Linked DNA regions of Zea mays: regions 2 and 3 are each linked to region 1. A link is a contact called in public Hi-C data. All regions are on one chromosome and are shown on one strand. The core of a region is the stretch at or near the end of the contact, and the rest is flanking DNA. Distances in the headings are between cores, read along the strand shown.

Region 1 (4,469 bases), core at 802-3,301:
CAGTTTTGAAAACTGAGGTCCAGAGCTAAGTTTAGAATGCCTTAAAACAACTATAGTATTTGCAATACTTCAGTTTTGAAAACAGAGATTTTACCCAGCTTGCCAAACACCATTATGTATATAATACTGCAGTATTTGAGAATACTGCAGTATTCTTCCAAAACTGCAGAAAAACTTTGTTCCCAAACACCCCCTTAGGGTTTTCGAGCCCTCCTTCACTCCTGGTACATCATCCATCTAGCTGTACCTGTCCAATGAGCTACTGATCTGATCATCCATCTAGCTGTACCCTTCTGCTGCTGTGTATTGTAATGTAAGGCCATCAACATGTATACCGCCGCAACAGCTGGGCAGTGGGACCCGGCGGGAAGTACAGGTACAGGGTGATGTTCTGTTTGGTAGAATGTTATAGCCTTTGCGCATCATTCGGAAATTTGAAATATGTCGGTGCTTTTTTTTTTTTGCAATATTCGTCCTCTAATTAAAATATGTGATCCTGGTTGTGACAATGTTTCCTACAGTAGACTAATCATGTCTGTTGTGACAAATGTTTCCAGTGGTAGACTAATCGTGTTAGCTGAAATTCATTTTCCAGTGGCGCAAGATGCAGAGAGCTTGAAGAGAAACAGTTCATTGTGTTTCTAATTTTTTTCTAATTTTTTCTGATTTTCTTGAAGTATTTTCTCTCTCTCAAAAAGATTGTTTTGCCCTTGGCTTTCAAATAGTGGCAGCACTCGATTGTTACGACGTACCCAATAGTATTCATATAACCAAACCAAACCCAAGGGTGTTTATCTGACCCCGAAATATATTGTTCGCTTCTGCGACTTGCTGTAGTTTTAATTTGACTGCGGCTTATATAGTATTTTGTTTCTATATATTGTACCTGCAGCAATTCGAACAGCTGTAGTAGCTGTGGCAGGGCAGTCCATGTAAGTGTCATGTAGTATTCAATTGTCACCAGCATTTGTTGTTACCTAGTAGGCCTTAGGCTTGTTTTTTTTGCTTTTCTAGGCTATGTGGATTAGGGGGTGTTTGGTTCTGTGGACTAAAGTTTAGCCCGGGTCACATCAAGCGTTTGACTTTCAAATAGGAGTATGAAATATAGACCCAACCAACTGTACTAGATTCGTCTCACTTTTTAATCTTCGGCTGAGAAATTAGTTTTATAATCCGACTACATCTAATACCCCCAACGAAGGTTCAAATATTCGATGTGATAATGGCTAAATTTTAGCAGGGGCAAACCAAACACCCCCTTAGAAGAGATTAGAAAAAATATTATAAAAATATTTTAACTTATTTAAGATTTAAACTCTTTCAATCCCACTAAACCACATGAATTAAGAGCAGAGGCCCTTACAATTTTTTTATTTATTTTTTGTTTCGTATGAAACGAGGGTATCTACTACGACCAGGTGGCTCGGGTAAAAAACGACAGACTGTTGCCTGCTGCCTGCTGGGGCCGCTGCGGGCCTGCCGCTGCACTCGGTGACAAATTGGGAAAAAAATTTGCTGCAGCCGGGCTGCAAACCAGGATGTTTGCAGTCCCTCATAGAAAAGAAGATAGGGCCCACCTGCAGGTTAATAAGACAACTAAAACGTTACCTGGTGGACCTGCAGGTGGGCTCTATCTTCCTTTTTGTGAGGGGCTGCAAACATCATCGTTTGCAGCCGGGCTGCAACAAATTTTTTCCGAATTGGGAAAAAAATTTGCTGCAGCCGGGCTGCAAACCAGGATGTTTGCAGTCCCTCATAGAAAAGAAGATAGGGCCCACCTGCAGGTTAATAAGACAACTAAAACGTTACCTGGTGGACCTGCAGGTGGGCTCTATCTTCCTTTTTGTGAGGGGCTGCAAACATCATCGTTTGCAGCCGGGCTGCAACAAATTTTTTCCGACAAATTGACTGACCGACCGCTGCTGCCGCGCAACGTTGACCGGTCAAACGGGCCCCCATCCCTTCCCGCTCGGCCGCTCCTATCCATCTCTTTCTCTGTATCTATCTGGTACCAGGCACCAGCCAGCCATTGACCCACTCACCCACCCACCCGCGCGCCGTCGGCGTCGCCATCACCGTCGCACCGCGCGCTGCTCCCAGCCTCCCTTTCCCTTCCCTGGCTGCTTGGCTGGGTTAGTTGATTGACTCCCAGTAAAACGGGCAGCACTGCACGGCACGACAGAACCCACTCGGCCACTCCCGCCTCTCTCTACTATACCCAGCTACTCGCACGCAGATCCACCCACCCACCCATCGTTCCTTCCGTTCCGTCCGTCCACTTGCCGTTGCCGACCACAACCCGCTCCCGGAGGACGGCGGGATGAGGGGGCAAGCCAACGGAGTGGAGGACCGCCGGCAGCGGGGCGACGACCACGAGGCGGACAACGACGGCGAGGAGGCGGAGGAAGAGGAGGGCGACGACGAGGGCCGCCACCGGGGCCAGGGCCCGCCGCAGCAGCGGCGGCACCAGGCCCAGAGGCCGTACTCCGGCCCGCAGCAGCAGCAGCAGCCGCGCCCGCCGCCGCCGCTCGCCAGGAACGTCGGCTACGTCGGCAAGCATCGCCTCTCCGCCGCCATCGCCCGCCTCGACCAGGAGCTCCAGTCCCTCCAGGTTACTACTGCGCTCAGCTTGCTCCCCTCCCCTCCCCGCCCTCCTCTCCCTCGCACCTTTGCTCGATCAACGGCAACCGCGGTCGACTCCTTCCTAGCTCGTCCGTAGTAGAGTCAACCTGCTGCTGCCACAGCCAGGCGCGATCCAGATCTTGCCTGCCGCGTATCAAGCTGCGCGATTCTAAGCATCGAATCCGGTGCCCCGTTCGTGCCGTGTCCCGCGCATCGTATATTGCTGCTCGATTTGTTATGCGTTTTTTTTTGTGCCTCTATGCAAGCAAGCAGAAGGAGGGGAATACCTTGCTGGCTTGCTGTCTAGTGCTGCAGTGGGAAACTGTAAATGGAGGACGACCCAGGTAGCGGTGGAGGCAAAACACTTTATTCACCTATATATATCTTTACTGTATGAAGTGCAGGAAGCCGATTGTGAAGCTACCACAAAAAAAAAAGTCAGCAAGATATGCATTAGAAAATGCTTGATATGCATGTGCGATGATACAAGATCAGCAAGCGGAAATGCTTAGAAAAAAAACTGTTCTTATCGATCCTCACTGCACCAGAGTAACTCGATTGGAAAGGAAACATTTGAAAGAAATTGCCAGTACTCGCCATTTGCACCTATCTGCTGTCACTCTGTCTACAGAAACACAGGGCCTTTTCTTCTGGATGTGGAGGGCCATCTGGAACTTGTTAGCGAGGCTTCGTCTTGTAGGGTGGTGGTTTTGATTTCCCATCATGTTCTTTGATCAGTCTGGCGTCTAGAGATATGCGGTGGTTAGATACTTTTGAATATCTGCTGTTTCTTTGCACAAGATGAGCAGAACACTAATCTAAAAAAACATTACTCTAATCAACTGATCGTTTGAGTTTAAAAGGAATATTAATGATCAATACTTGGTGCTGACTATTTGCGTTACTTGTTTAGAGATTTTTAGAGGACACGGGACATCCGAATTTATCATGTGCCAGTTTTTTTTAAAAAAAAACATCAAAAAGTCATGTATGTAGTACACAGACTTAAATATAGCTAAGGATAAGATCAAGCAGAGCTGGCACTACAACAATGCCCTAGATGTCGAGAGTCAAAATTAGCAAGCAGTGGTACTAATCATATGTTCATAGTACAAAGTTGAATAAAAACTGAAGAGATGATCAAGTCGAGGAAGTGGATCAATTTGGTGGCTTTGATTTTTTTCCCTAGAGTACATGGAGTTGTAAATTGAAGCTGGTTTTAGGGTAGCACTTCATCATAGATGAATATGAGATTAGACTTTTGAAGGTCTATTTAACTTAATGTGTACTACATACATGGTTTTTTGAGGTCTGCAACACACTTTTTTTTATAACAAGGTTTGCCCACACGTTGGGTTGACTTTATTTTGGCTAAAGAAGGTGCACTAACCCTAACCCTATAGTACATTGTACTACCTCCCTTCTCGAATATTTGGCGCCAGCTGGTTTGTTTTTGAACTTAAACGCGACGAATAAAAAAGAACGGAGGGAGTACTATTTTGTTACTAGCAAACGTGCCCATGCGTCGCAACGGAACACCATAAGTGTAGGAATATCGTCGCTAGATGTCGGTTGTTCTAACTCGTATAAACGGAAGGGTCATGAGTCTAGTTCACATACAAGATACATAGGGCATGGGCCAATATGTATTAGAACCGGACTTCGTATTCATCAGCGCTAGATGGAGTCCTAACTAATATGAGTATATGCATCATAAGTCGGCGTCAGCGTCATATATGAAGGAAACACTTCACTGTCGGGTAGTTAGGGGAAGGTGGACGAAAAAAAAATGGGCGGGGTGAAATTTTGCCTCTTTAATATTAGGTATATAGACATAGATTGGAACC
Region 2 (4,733 bases), core at 669-3,168, 520 kb after region 1:
AAGAGGACTTCATGTCTTCATCGAGCATGCAAAAGAACCAACAAGCAAGTTCATCAGGGCGAATTTCCAACACAAAGCGATGGCCAGCACTTAATTAAAGATAGGCATGAATTGCAACTTTAAGCTTCTGAAAATGTACCTTCTTTTGTCTCCGGAAGATACTTGGCAAAACGATACTTCTGCATTCCAGGACAAAATGGACGACAGTCCATCAGAATTCAGAAACGATGGCTGTTTTATACTATACAGGAGGAAAGTGAAGAAACTCCACCCAAAATACCTGCAAATGGCTCTTCACATGATAGATGGTCAAGCCTTCTACCTTCATAAGCCTCAACACGCCCTTAGGAGTTGCCTCTGCAAGATTTGGTTTTGTACCACCCATACATTAACAGTTTGCTTGGACACCAAAACTGTGTGGATCTATTTAAATCGGAGTACAAAGAAGGATCACCCTACTTTCTGGCCCTCCAAGCTTGTTGACAGCCTTCACGAAAAGCTCATGGAGCTCCAGAGTCCACCTCAGTCTTGGCTTGTTATTACATGATGCAGCTCGAGATGAACTCGGCTGAGCTTTAACAGGAGACCCTGCCCTCTGGAGACCTTCTTCTTGGTCGGAGCAAGACAGTACCGGACAAGAAGAGGTTTGCGGCGGCCTGTCGTATATGTCCTGACCAAGAACAGGTTGCAGGGGAGGGGCGGGTTAGTTTCACGGGCTCACAGCACAATTTACTCGTCATAACAAAGTGAAAAAAAAAGGGAGGCCTTTGGGAGTGTTTAACATGGCGGCAGCTCATGGAATGGAACTATAGGGCTCACATCTAGTCGAGGGCTCTCGTCGTGGTCGGTGATGGCGATCCCGAGCTGTTCAGACAAGAACTGAAACTCCACCTGCTCTCCGAATCTGAAAGCGACGCCGCTGCTCTCTCCATGGAAACCGCCTCTCCATGAAGCTTCTCCAGAGAGGTTCAGGAAGTCCTTGAGCTCAGCCGGATGTTCAGCTTCAGCCTCGTCTTGACCACCGTTGCCGAGGTCAGTACAGACGAGCAGTGATGGAGAGCTGGATGACTGCTGCTGCTGCTGCTGCTCACGTTTAGGAGGATGGGGCAGGAACGGCAGAGCGCCTGCCCGCCGGCACGACTTGGAGGAATCCGCCGCCGCCGACGACGACGACGACGACGAGTACATGCTCGTGCAGAACGTGGAAGCGTTGGATGGCGAGATCCGGTCCGGTAATTCAACTTGAGACGCGCACGCGCCACGGTGATCGTATCGAGCACTGAGCAGCTGGTGAGCATGAGGCTGAGCAGCGCACGTGTGAGCGGGTCTGGCACTGGCAGGGCCGGTGAGCTGCTCCACGGCGACCATGCTCTGTCTGCTCATGACGCCTCCATGCTGTCGGTCTCTGTGTCCATTCACCGCAATAGATTCCAAAAAGTTCATTGCGGAGCCTCTGGGCCTGAAGAGTCAAGACTCTGGAAAAAATATATATATATCATAGCTGCTTCACGTCACATGGATTGGAGGAGACACAGAGGCAGCAGGAATCGGAAGGAAAGGAATGCAGAGCCCACGCAAGGTTCATGGTGGTTCGGTTCCCAAGCAGACCACTGAAACAGCACAAGCACAAATGGTGGAGGAAGAAGAAGACCAGGAACGAGAACGAGAGTCTGGGACTGCAGCTAACTCTGAGGAGGAGAAACCAAACAACCATTCATGGAAGGAAAGAAAAAAATGATGCTGCGGTAAGATCCAAACCACTTACCTGAAAATGAAGAACTCGGGATGAGGAGAGGTCAGACCCACACGCTAGCAGCTACTTCCCCGGGGAAGTAGAGATGCAGAGGATCTCGTCGCGACGAGGAGAGAGATTCAGAAGCAATGAGTTGCCTATCCTCGGACTCCCCCGCTCCTATTCCTATCCGTTCCCGTCTCTCTCTCTCTGGCTTTTATAATAACTAGTCTACTCTTGTGGGCTTGTGGCAAATGATTGGCGTGGTGGTAGCCTGCAAAGCGCACCTGCACCGCTGGTTGACGTCGTCTGCCTCTCTGCTAGTAATAAACTGCGGCTGCTTTCATTTGCTTATGCTGCTAAGCATTTCGTCCCCGCTTGCTTCTAGTTTTGGGAACACACGTAGTATGCATAGGCACACGTTGCTTAGCTCAGGGCCAGGGATCAGCGTACGCGCGCGTGCATGTACGTACAAGCAGCCACTAGGTATGCGTTGGCGTAGCGTCAATCACGATGAGTATCGGCGGCCATCAACGGCGGTGTTCTTTACCGCAGCACGGACGGTCTACGGCTTAGGACTGGACGGTCCGTAACTTGGCACAGAGCATAAGGTTTTTGCTCGACGAACCGAACAGTCTGCGCGTGCGCAAAAGACGACGGAATTCGCCAACAGTATCTGGATCTCGCTCAAGAAGAGACCCTGTCAGAAGGAGAACTGAGTATTAAATTGAAGAGAGGTGAAGATTAAATTGAAGAGAATTGTGTTAATGTCCTGGATCATGCCGAAGAGAGGTAAAGATTAGAGAGAGAAATCTATGTTACTGTCTGTTCCTAGGGCAAAAGATAAAGAACTGAGAATAAATTGATTGTTGATTCGATTGTTGGTTATTCAATCGGCCGTACTCATTCAAATATACAATGGGAAGGTCTAGACCCGTTCCTATGTGTTCTCCAATAGCTCCCGCGAGATTAGAGAAATAAACACGCAAGGAGATAGGAGTTTATTCGTCTGATCTGATCTATTCGTGGACCGTCCGGTCCTCAGAGTCAGACCGTCCGACCGTGTCCAGTGCCACAAATAGTGCTCAACAGAACACTTTTCTTTTTTTAAGGCAACTAACCGAAATTGCTTTGCCTGTACAAACTCTCCACTAAACAAGTAAGCACTTCCTTTGAAAACTGTCACCAGTATACTTATGCACCCACGTCAAAATCAAAATCTGAAGAAACAGGTGTCTGCCCCTCATGAGATCCCCAGCCAAGTGAACATGCTCACTTGCTGCATAATCAGGTGACTCGTTCCTACCCCAATCATGTTTGCCCACTCAACAGAGAAGAAGAAAAAAAGTAGGATGGTGAGTTGGGGTAACGGACTTTAGGTTTTATGCTATAAAATTTAAGAATCAAATAAATTAGGATCAGACTCTATTTCTATTATTTTTTAACTAAAATTTATTAAGTGTCCTAATTTATTGTGAAGAAACATGTGTATCGTGATCTATTATCATTCCTAGTTAGGCCATAGCATAGTCCAAAAATGTCACGGAAGAGCTGCCTTGAATCGATGTGGAAAAATTGCTAGGATTTGGAAGATTGGTTTATGCGAATATAGCATTGTGATATCTCTGTCACTCTGTGGTGCAAGGGTGAAAAGCTGTGAGAAGAAAAAAAATATATGGAGGGGGTGAAATGATGGTTTGATTGGCTTTGACGGAGACTGCTTGACGGTGAGAGAAGTGGTGATTGCAAGGTTTGTGGCCGAGGTGAACCATGAGATGAGAAGAGGTCAGGACAGACCCAAGGTATGCCAGATTTATCCAGAATTCTAGATCAAGATTCGACCTATATCCATAGCATTCACGTTTAAATATATCAAGGGCATGTTTAGTTCTCGACTAACTGTACTAGGCTTAGAGGTGAGGTGTTTAGTTCTCGACTAACTAACTGTCTAGAGGTGAGGTAATGGGCTCTAATTTTATATTATTATAAAATGGAAGAATCGAATCAAATTTGAACCTTAGTCAAACTAAAATTAATTAAAGTTCCTAACTCATTATGAAGAAGCATTTAGATCGTGATTCATTACCACTATTCATAACTTGTCTAAGGTTAGTCGACCAAATTAAAGAACTAACCTTAGATAAAAACAAATTAGGAACCAAACAAGCCCTAAATCTCTCTACTACCATCATATCCCGAAAATGATTAGGACGAAGAGACGGTTTAGGCAGTTCGTAACCGTACATACTCATCTCCGGAAGTGCATAGCATCAGTACACAGACAGTCCCAGTCATCCGAAGACGACTTTAGAACGTGGAGACACCACAAGACGTCAACATGTTTTACTCATCATTCCAGCACGGGCACGGCAGCGCCCACCTAGCACTGCCGATTCTCGCTAATGCTCGCTATCTACCCTTGAGCTCTTCTTCGAACACGCGCATTTTCTCCTGAATCGGGGCCATAAAGGACTTGAGATCCTTGCAGATCCGTGCCTTGTCGTCGGATGCGAGGCCCTTGTCGTCACTGAACCTTACTTGCACCTGAAACCAGTGGTGGCACATGACAAAATTCGCCATGGATGTTATGCCATCCAGCATTATGTTGGAAACAGTGGTGGTACATGATAGTGTGGCAGCTTTACCTCCAGGTCATCGATCTCACCGAACGAGAACTCGGGAATGTCTAAGTGTCCTTTGATCTTCTTGTTTTCTTCTTTAACTAACCATTCACCTGGTAAGCGCTACCGTTAGTTACGCTGCAGTAATAGCAATAAAAAGGGCTTTAAGGAGACGGTGTTTGAGTGAGTGACATGATGTGTGGTGATGTCTACCTTTAAATCTCAAGCTTAGTTCGTAGTTATATCCTACTCTCTTCTTGTTGCGGACAGTGACCTGAAAGGCCTGCAAAGGAACCAATGGTTTATATTCAGAAGTTAAATTGTCACAGTACAGAACCACAGAGACACTTCAAAGAAACAAATGGCTTGCACAAGGCAAG
Region 3 (4,530 bases), core at 1,531-4,030, 660 kb after region 1:
TTCGCATGCGACAAACGGCTGGCGTATTTGTTCCATCCCTAAATCGGGAGTTGCGCGTTTCATTAATCTGTGCACACACTACCAGATCAGTGCTTGCACCAATTTGAAGAATCTAGTTTGACAATAGTTCTGTTATGCATGTAAGGCATGCTTCTTTGTTATATGGAAATCTGAATTGTCTTGTAAGTTTTCACTGATCACTGCAACTGTAGTGGTGCTTGGCTGCACCAGAATCATGTCACCATGACCAGATTTATGGGTTATGTTTTGAACAAAGATTTTAGCTATCAACGTGCCAATCATTTTTACGTTTTGGACGTTCCTTTTTATTCTCAGAAAACACAATGTTTTTGAAAGGGATGCATTCAAATCGAAATGAACCTGATCCATGAAAGTGCTTAGGAGTATTCGGTGACTTCTCAATATGCTTTAAATAGGTGGACCTTACACTGGAGGAAATACATTCATTTTGGCTGGTCCTACTTATTTGTGTTCCTTATTTGAATGGAGCATAGTTGTCCCCACATGTATAATTTAATTAATTTACCTCGTCTTTATCGTGTCACTACTCTAAAGGGCGTACCCAGTGTCGTAGGCTTCCCGCACTGTGCGGGGTCTGGGGAAGGGTATCTTTAAGCGCCAAGCCTTACCCGCATAATATGCAGAGGCTGGGGCTCGAACCCGGGACCTTCCGGTTACAGACGGTAGGCTCTACCGCTGCACCAGGCCCGCCCTTCATCGTGTCACTACTCTATGCCTCATATTTCTTTTCCCACTGGGCCGCGTCATGGAATGCTTGATAGGTGTATGACCTATTCACATGGTACTACTATAGAAGTTGGAAGGTTCAATTTTATCGAAGAAATGTTGAACACCATGTCTAGTTATAGTAGGAAAACCTTTTTTTTTCAAAGAACATAATTGATTTTTCTAATGTCAAGAGTATATATTTGACCATCTGTAACTCAATTTGTGTAACAAATTAGTCCTAGCTAGATATTATTTGTTGCCCTTCTCTATATCTATTTATAAAATAATCTTTGCACGTGCATCCACCATTCGACTACCAAACTGGCAGTGCCTTTTTAAAAATACTTAGACAGCTAAATAGCACATGCCCTGAAAAAATTCTATGCATCTAGCACCAGCTCATTGTATACCATGATGCAAAGCTTTATTTTCTTAATCACTAAGTCAGTAAGCAGAACATGTAACAGACGCAATGGTCACTTTGTTGTTGCTGGCCTCCCGTAGCTTATAGCTTATCGGTTCATTGATACTCTTTTCCATCAGTTATGTTATGTAGAGCAGAGACGTACCAAGCTTTCATATATTCTATTTTGAGCCTCCAAATGCTGATTTAATTTAACACTTTTGTTGCGTGAAGTTCTGCCGTGGTTGTTAAGTACACCCTTGCAGTTTTACGTAAAACTATAGCACTAACACTTCCATTTAATCTGAATCGGGCACCTTTAGTTTTACCTCTAACGTCCGCTGCCTGCTTTATGAGTTGTGGGAACACGTATCAGCATTTCATTTGAACTAGCATGGCATGCCATTTCCATTTGCACATCATGTAGTAAATGAAATATGAATATTCAATATAGTACTTTGCTTCATGTTCTGCATGATGCTGTGGCCTCACCTCTTTATTTGCGCTATTGCGTTGTTATATCAGGTATGTTGCAGTCGGGAATGAGCCTTTCTTGGAGACATACAACGGAAGCTTCCTGCAGTCCACTTTCCCCGCCATCAGGAACATACAAGGCGCGCTCATAAAAGCCGGCCTGGGCAACCAAGTCAAGGTGACATGCCCTCTCAACGCCGATGTCTACTCCTCGACGACCTCCAAGCCTTCCGACGGGGACTTCCGCACGGACATCCACGACCTGATGCTCACCATAGTGAAGTTCCTGAGCGACAACGGCGGTGCCTTCACCGTCAACATCTACCCGTTCATAAGCCTCTACATCGACCCGAACTTCCCCGTGGACTACGCCTTCTTCGAGGGGGCCTCGTCGCCGATTGTGGACGGCTCCTTCACCTACAGCAACATGTTCGACGCGAACCACGACACGCTGATATGGGCGCTGAAGAAGAACGGGTTCGGGAACCTGCCCGTGATCGTCGGCGAGATCGGGTGGCCGACGGACGGCGACCGGAACGCCAACGCCCAGATGGCGCAGCGCTTCAACCAGGGCTTCATGACCCACATCGCCTCCGGGCGGGGCACGCCGATGCGGCCCGGACCCGTCGACGCCTACCTGTTCAGCCTGATCGACGAGGACGACAAGAGCATCCAGCCAGGGAACTTCGAGCGGCACTGGGGCATCTTCACCTACGACGGCCTGCCCAAGTACCAGCTGAACCTGGGGACGTCGAACGCGGGCGGCGGTCTCGTGAGAGCCAAGGGCGTGAAGTACCTCGAGAGGAAGTGGTGCGTGCTGAAGCCTTCTGTGAACCTCAACGACCCGAAGCTCGCCGACAACGTGGGATACGCGTGCTCCATGGCGGACTGCACCAGCCTTGGCTACAAGACGTCGTGCGGGATGCTGGACATCCGCGGCAACGTCTCGTACGCGTTCAACAACTACTTCCAGAAGAACGACCAGGACGACGTGGCCTGCGGGTTCCAGGGCCTCGCGACGACCACGGGCCAGGACCCCAGCACCGGGACCTGCAGGTTCGGGGTCATGATCGAGGTCGACTCCGCCTTCTCGTGGAGGCTGCAGGGGCTTGGGAGCAACCTCCTCCTGTTCCTCCTGCTTGGGGTTCTCCAGCTATCCCTGTCCTTCTCTTAGACGCAGAGGTTCTGCGAGGGATGGGTGGGGTGGCAGTGAGCGCATAAACAGTCTGACAACAGCTTGAGGATATTAGATGTGTGTTGTCAGTGCCATTCATTTAGAAACTCTTTCCTCTATGACCCCTCCGCCCCTCTTTTCCTTTTCTTCTCTTTGGCGAGGAAACCGCAGACCGCGGTTTCAGGCGTTCTTGATTGATTGTTGCTGTTAGCTTTGATCCGTCAGTTCCGTTGCGGCGACAGCGACGAATGATGCATTGAGATTGAGCCGTCCACTGGGCCTCTGCAACTTGGGCGAGCTCTGCTCAGGTTTCTCAGCAAATATCTGGGCCTCTAGGGATGCTGCGCCTTGACTGACCAGGAACAGGGGGGCACCTAGATCTCATCTCATGGTGTAGAAACAGACAGCCCTTTGCTGAATCATTCATTAGCAACGAAAAAAACGCGGGGCCACGAGCATGAGCATCTCGCACGTCGATAAGTCAAACCGCTTGCGCATGGGCTGCCTGGTTGGTGGGTTGCTGTCGTTTCGGAATCTGAACTGATTAGGAGTAGCCGAGTAGGAGACAAGTCACACCCGTGTGGCCGTGCGTCCGTCCCCGTCGTTTTCGACGACGACGGCGGCTTCTCCTGGCTCGTCGCGTTCGTGCTGTCCCCCGACGGTGACGCGCCGAGTTCTTGCTCGGTTCAGACCAGCTGCGCAGCGGACGCGTCAAGCTCGATCCAAAATTGCGCAGAGGCGTCACGCCGATTCAGGAGCAAAGCGCACGAACACGAAGGTCAGCTCGGACCTGTGTACTACGTCTGGAACCGCACCACACGGTTGCTCGGCAAGTACATGTACATGCAGCGCTGATGAGGAGCACACGGAGGAGGAAGTGGCTCCGGCGCAACGCGCGGCCAACAGCGGAGAGCACACGGGTACAAATACACCCTTAAAAAAATTCAAATCTATAAATTTAATTAAAATTTCATCCTATAAGGATCTCTTTAGAAATAAATCTTTAAGCATGTACAAAATAAATGTGCCGCTTAAAATTTGCTGGAGCTCTATCACTCCTCAGACTGTCAGCAATGGCATGTGGTACAAGTGTACAACTCCCCCCTCAGACTGACTGCAGCGCTCCCCCCTTCCCCTCCCCTCCCCTAACTGTACACGAAATAGGGGATACTGTTCACCCCTTGAGGCCGCAGCGCTCGCCGCTACCCGCCCCCCTCCGCCGCGACACTCTTCTCTCTCACGCCAGATGCAGGGCGTCACTGTGCACTCCCCTTTGCCTGCTTCACGCGGAAGACTCCGCCCGCGCCACCGACCGGAACCTTCGCGCTCGTCTTCCCTCCCGTTCGAGGCGTCTGCGATTCGGCGATTTCCGGCGAGGCGGCGGCGATTCCTCCGCGGGAAGGTTGCGCCCGCGCCGGTCCCCGTCGGATCTTTGGAAGACGAAGTGGAGGTGCTGAGCAACCAGCTCCGGTCGCGACCGAAGACGAAGCGGCCGCAAATCCGACTCCGTCGAGGTTCGTCGCGAGCGCTTGCTTCGTTTGCCGCTCCGACCATCGACGCCTTCCTCGGATCCGAAAATCTTCGCTTCGATTCCTCTTCTGTGCGCCCAAATCTTCGGATCTTCAGGTACGCCCTTCGACTCCTATTGTTTCTGTTCTTCTTGCGCACATCTTTGATGAAGTAATTACTACACCAATCGACTAATCCTTTCAACCGTAATTGATTTCAT

What was found. Hi-C and Micro-C count contacts between places; a contact is called where the count stands out from the background.
Region 2: a contact with region 1 is called in a Hi-C map of bundle sheath, with 6 times the contacts expected there. The contact joins the promoter of LOC100275160 here to the promoter of LOC100191839 in region 1. A contact is called at or near these places in 3 of 25 Hi-C or Micro-C datasets (bundle sheath, ear and leaf mesophyll).
Region 3: a contact with region 1 is called in a Hi-C map of bundle sheath, with 4 times the contacts expected there. The contact joins the enhancer-like site here to the promoter of LOC100191839 in region 1. A contact is called at or near these places in 2 of 25 Hi-C or Micro-C datasets (bundle sheath and tassel).

The regions. Positions count from the first base shown.
Region 1 is chr5:79,343,924-79,348,392 of Zm-B73-REFERENCE-NAM-5.0, forward strand. It overlaps LOC100191839, which reads left to right and starts at 2,052. Exons shown (of 4, transcript NM_001158370.2): 1 at 2,052-2,611. The coding sequence starts at 2,321. LOC103626596 (probable methyltransferase-like protein 15) reads left to right here. Exons shown (of 5, transcript NM_001301525.2): 5 at 1-226.
Region 2 is chr5:79,861,839-79,866,571 of Zm-B73-REFERENCE-NAM-5.0, forward strand. LOC100275160 (Myb family transcription factor PHL6) reads right to left here and starts at 1,919. Exons shown (of 8, transcript NM_001149317.2): 1 at 1,766-1,919; 2 at 820-1,688; 3 at 460-670; 4 at 281-357; 5 at 140-179; 6 at 1-15. The coding sequence starts at 1,443. LOC100277472 reads right to left here. Exons shown (of 6, transcript NM_001151021.2): 4 at 4,567-4,636; 5 at 4,378-4,466; 6 at 3,889-4,276. The coding sequence ends at 4,142.
Region 3 is chr5:80,006,396-80,010,925 of Zm-B73-REFERENCE-NAM-5.0, forward strand. LOC100284665 (glucan endo-1,3-beta-glucosidase 6) reads left to right here. Exons shown (of 2, transcript NM_001157560.2): 2 at 1,679-2,918. The coding sequence ends at 2,801. Among protein-coding and RNA genes, the nearest start is that of LOC100284665, 4.1 kb to the left of the region's middle. Within about 2 kb of position 2,781, at least 20 of the 20 cell types and tissues checked have an H3K27ac peak or open chromatin away from gene starts, as enhancers often do. A contact at or near this core is called in bundle sheath and tassel, where this site is marked.